2 separate regions of the Gossypium raimondii genome follow, and region 1 is linked to region 2. The links are chromatin contacts, called in public Hi-C maps. All regions are on one chromosome and are shown on one strand. Each heading gives the region's core, a stretch centred on a gene start, on an enhancer-like site or on the middle of the called end of the contact. The rest is flanking DNA. Distances are from core to core; before and after follow the strand shown. Region 1 holds the start of LOC105802071 (OVARIAN TUMOR DOMAIN-containing deubiquitinating enzyme 11). Region 2 holds the start of LOC105802089 (60S ribosomal protein L27-3).

Region 1 (2,700 bases), core at 83-2,582, 210 kb after region 2:
GAAAGTGGAGGACTGAGTAGGAATATATATAAATATTAAAATTCAATCTTTGAATAAATATATTAAGCAAAGTACTTAAAACAATAAGATCAACACTTCTATTGATCCTAATAGAAAAAAAACCAAATAATAATATCATATATAATTCAAAAGAAAATGACTATTGAAGAGAAAATCTCAAGAGCCATATCATTAAGGATTTCATTTGGTAACAAATTCTTAATTCTTTGCACGTCCTTAAAGTATTAATATCATATTAATTAAGTATTTTCATTCGCCTAACTATTAATTTAAACTTTAAAGGCCAGCTCAGATATGATATAGAACATATTTAAAATACATTAATTATTTTGTAAACACGTTTGAATTATTTTGTAAACACGTCTACACCTGTCGCATGGATAATTTAAATTAAAAAGAAGATTACATTGACATTTTCTATTTTCTTGGTTAAAACATTAGATCGAAATTGCTTATATTACACGCTTTGCTTTAGATTAGAGTAGATATTTAATGGACATAATTGATATAATGTTAAAATTGTAAGGACTCAATAGAAAAAATGAAAGAAGAAATTATGCAGAAGCGTGTGGGAATGGCGTTTGGTCCAATCCAAGTCTACCCATACAAGTAAAGTTTATTAATACGTTTAACATTTCTTCAGGATAATGTCTTAACAATTCTAAGTTTCATTTTCTGGTGAGTTGTATGGATGTATATCGATTATATAGGCTTCAACCATTAATTGCAGTTTTAGTCCTTTCTAAAATCTTAATACTTCATTTTAATTTTGTTATGTACTTATGATCACCAACCCAAAAATTAAATAAGATTCAGGTCGCCTACCGCGACCCGGCTAGGGCCCACCAATTGGATACGTGCAAGCCTTACAGTACAAAGTCAGCAAGGGAAACATGCATAAATTCTATTAAGAACGTCAATTCTATGAATAGTAGCTATGTATAAAAATATTCAGTTAGCCCCTTTTATGGGACAAAACGGAAAATTACTTAACAAATCTCTTTCTCAATTTAAAAATTCAATTTAATCCATTTTAAATACAAAATTTTAGTTTTGATTTCATTTTTTAATTTAACTTATTCTATAATTATATATACTTATAATTTTGTATATATATACTTTCAAGGGATCCATTTGCACTAATATAACACATTATAATAATTTTTAATATTTTAATAATTCACTGTGAATTTAAAAATATTTCATTTATATCCACCAAAAAGAATTTCACCCTTTTTTTGTTTTTTTTTCCCTTATACTTCGTATTGACTTATTGTAATAATAACAGTAAAAAATCAAACATTCAGACAACTATTTTGACCATTCCCTTCTTTTTTTCTTTTTTTTTTTCCATTTATTTAAATAAGCAAGGCTTGATACGATTAGAAAACGTTTCAGCTTCAGCTGAGAAGATCGAACGAACTATTCAATCCTACATCAACAAGTTCCCAAAGTTGTTCAATTTTTTTATTCTGGGTATTCTCTATTTCCAATTTGTTTTTTTGGATTTTATGTGGCTATGGCTATGGCAATGGCTGTTTTTTTGTTTTTGTTCTCACAGTTATGTTCATTCCCTTGCTCCTGTCTTACTTGGATGACTCGTTCTCTGCTTGGTAGCTGAGAAAATGGAAGAAAAAAAAAGATAATTATAGGAAATTCATTGTTAATTTGGAATTGTTTTTGTTTAGTATAGACTTCTCCCAATCCATTTCAGCTGAGAGTTATAAGCATCACAGTTAAATGATCCTACCCCTTTTTTAATCTATCATATGCTTATATGGAATATAAGAAGAGCTATTCTAGGAACCATTATTTTGTCTTTTATTTTCTGGGTTTTTTAGGGTATGGGTATTTCTAACATACCCATTGAGCATCTGGATAACTTGGATTTTTAAGCCACGGTTTTAGGGATTTCTTTTCTACTTTTGAGGATTTGCTGTTAAGCTTTTAGGATCATGGATGATTGTTAGCTTTTGATTGATGTTCTTATGTTTGATATTGTGTTTGCTTGATTTGGAGGGTTATCAACCTTTTCCTATCAGTATAATTGATGGCCTAAATTCTTGCAATCTCATGTTTTCTTGGCTGAATATTTTTATTGAGACAGTATGAGTGAAGGGCAGCACAATAATGCAAGTGCAAGCTCCAGCTCGAGTTTGAATAGCAGTTTCCAAGATACAGAGGATGACCAAGCCATAGCAAGCATCTTAGCAGAAGAGGAAAACTTGCACTACAATGCCAAGCTTGGAAAACGACTCTCTCATCTGGATTCCATTCCGGTATAATCATCTCTTATCTCTTATTTGTTAGTTGGTCACTTTGTTGAAAAACTATTTGCAATTGTTTTAAAACTGTACGGCATTGCATTGCCGTAGTAGTTTATTTCCTAAAATGCAATCTATTTTCTTCTCTTTAATTCCACAAGGACTATGTTCTGCTGAATGAAATGCTATAATTTGGAAACTTTAGGAATTATATGTCTTCTACAATAGGTGCCTATAATTGTTCAACATTGTGTTATTTTCATCACTTCTGAGATTCCAGCAATATTTCTTTCTTTGTTTCGTTCTAAAGTTTTCTTTTCCCATTATAGTTTGTTTTCTCGGTCCTTGAGTCATATGCATTATTCTTGCATAATTGCCATTGCCTGAAGCAGACATTCTCATAATATGAAATAGA
Region 2 (2,700 bases), core at 102-2,601:
GCCAAGTACTCTTGACGAAGGTAGTCCATGAGCGGCATGGTGTTCTAGGGGTGACATGTGGAGCCATTTCCGGAGGTGGTATAACAAATATGAACACTACTTTAAACCCAAAGGAACAATGCAGGGTAAAAAAATCCAAGTAGATCAGATTCTGAAAACTAGAACTGTAAAACACTGCTTTTTAGAATATTGCCTACTATTTGCTTGACTTGCATGAACTTTCCTCTAAGCGGTGGTCGTGTAACGAGTGCATAATGTTCACTGCAACGCTCGTTATACGAGTAAACTATAGGTAACAAACCTCTGTGCACTGGAATTGCACGGCAAGCCCCCCAATATGGATTATGATTCCAATTTCAATAAGCCCCACTCCGCCACCTCAAGCTTCCGATAGCCAAACACAAGCACATGTTGCTCACTTCAACTAAGAATCAAATAGTTTGTATAATGGATAAACCCTAAACTAAAAGCTTAATCTCTCGATCAATGCAGATTTACAGAAACAGCGATAACCAACAAAAGCCACATCCAAGCATATTCAAAATGCAGTAAAGCATACCCATTTCTTGGGTTAGCTAAAACATTCAAAAATCCAAAAATAAATCAGTGACAGTGATGACATTATAATAGGTTCAAACATTAAAAGATTCAATTCACAACCTCCATTGATCTACAGATCTACGTTAAGACAATATGATAAATCATAAAGGACACAAAATAGTTCAAAAGCTTAAACTTCTTATAGAAATGAGCAAATCACGTTCCATAAAATAACAAAAATAATAACCCAGAAATATCTTACCCAAACAGATTCAAAATCCGTCATTAAATTCAAAATTGTTCGATAAAACTACATAAGCATAAAACATGTTCCAATAAAACACTTAAAACCTGAGCTTAGTAAAGAACCACCTGTTTTTCCCAGTCTTGAACCTCTCTTCAAACCTCTCCTTAGTTGCCTTACAAGCGGCCACTTTCTTGTCCTTGGTCTGGAGAGCATCGACGGTAACCACGTCTTTCAAGTCCACGTCGAGGGTGTAGCGCGTGGGCATCAGGTGCTGGTAATTGACGAGCTTGATGAAGCACTTGACGCGTGACTTCTTGGCGGTTTTCTTCGCGGAGTCCTTGCGGATAACCTTGCTCGGATACTTCTTTATCCCTGCAACCAAACAATGGCCATAGGCGCGGTCACGTGTGCCATCGTCGAAAGATCTGACAATGACGGCTTTGCGGCCGGCGTATCGGCCCTGGAGGACGATAACTGCCTTGTTCGGTTTAAGAAACTTCACCATGGCGACGGCGGCAGCTGCGGCTCTGATTCTCTTCTCCCAAAAACCCTAAGTAAAGAAACAAGGAAAAAGGGAAATGGGGTAATATATACTGCGAGTTGATTGAAACCCTAGAAGTTTCGGAATCTTGGTGGGCTGGGCTTAAATTTGTGATTTGGTGGCCTTAATTTTTTCGGTCAGAGTGATGGGTCTAATTAGGTCCAATAATTTCGCATGCATTTTGTATGCGTATCAATTTAATTAGGTCCGAACAAAGATAAAAGGAGGTCATACAATATCGATTTTTAAATAATTTAATGATTATTTTGTAATTTTTTGAAGTTAATTGATCAAAAATTAAATTTATTAATAATTTAGTAAATTTCGATTTAGTTTACCTTAAATATTTATATATTAATAATTTGTGTTTTATGATATAGTTCGATGTGTTTTTATCGATTTTTTTATTTGAATAGTATGATAACGATACTCAAAATAGTATAAGTTTAAGATTATTTATTAAAATAAAATGAAAACTATAATGAAAGTGAAAGTTGCACAAGCTACATGCGAAACTTAAATATGTGCATGGATCCCTGAGTTATCATGTGCGGTTACCATATATAGGTTTTAGTTCAGGTAGTCTAACTCATCAATTTTAGTTTAAAATGTATCAATTTTAGTATAATCATTATTATCACTAAGTATGCATATAGCACTAGTTTAGAACATAATTTATTTTGAATTTTAATTATTAATGCCATGTCAGATTATAACTTGCAAAACAAATAAATTTTAAAATTTAATTATGTCATGAATATTTTATATATATAAGTTGTGAATTTTTTTGAAAGAAAATAAGTTGTGATTAAAAATTAATACTAAGGATTTAGTACATATAAAATGAATATATTATGTATGATTTTTTTCCATTTGTAAAAAGTTGTTATAGTTATATGAAATAATTAGATCAAAAGATACAATTAAAGCTATTAAATAACAAACTTAACCATATGGTGTAATTTACGACATAAAACTTTATGCGACTTACATACATATGATATGATACTATCCAAAATTAATTTTGTGAATACTATAAGTTCACCGCAATTTTGGAAGATTATTTAATTTGTATGGTATAACATACAACTATAATTGTGGATGTCACGGCAATTGTTAAGTTTGGATTTAGTTCGATCTAAAAATGGATTTACGTTTTTATTCAAGTTCGATTCAAATAAAAATGTTAAAATCCAGATTCGATTTATATTAAATTTTAAAATTTTATTTTTTATATAAACTTCTTTTAAAAATATAATAAACCAAATAAACTAAAATATTAAAATAAATATTTCACAAAAATTGAAAATAAATTTTAAAAAAGTTTTTATACTTAAATAACACTCAGATAAGTTCAACTTAACAAGCAAAT

What was found. Hi-C and Micro-C count contacts between places; a contact is called where the count stands out from the background.
Region 1: a Hi-C map of leaf shows a contact between it and region 2, with 2.2 times the contacts expected there. The contact joins the promoter of LOC105802071 here to the promoter of LOC105802089 in region 2. A contact is called at or near these places in 2 of 2 Hi-C or Micro-C datasets (both in leaf).

What each region holds. Positions count from the first base shown.
Region 1 is chr7:9,614,909-9,617,608 of ASM2569854v1, forward strand. It overlaps LOC105802071 (OVARIAN TUMOR DOMAIN-containing deubiquitinating enzyme 11), which reads left to right and starts at 1,333. Exons shown (of 10, transcript XM_052633831.1): 1 at 1,333-1,497; 2 at 2,129-2,300. The coding sequence starts at 2,130.
Region 2 is chr7:9,402,041-9,404,740 of ASM2569854v1, forward strand. LOC105802089 (60S ribosomal protein L27-3) reads right to left here and starts at 1,352. Exons shown (of 1, transcript XM_012633541.2): 1 at 719-1,352. The coding sequence starts at 1,292. The coding sequence ends at 885.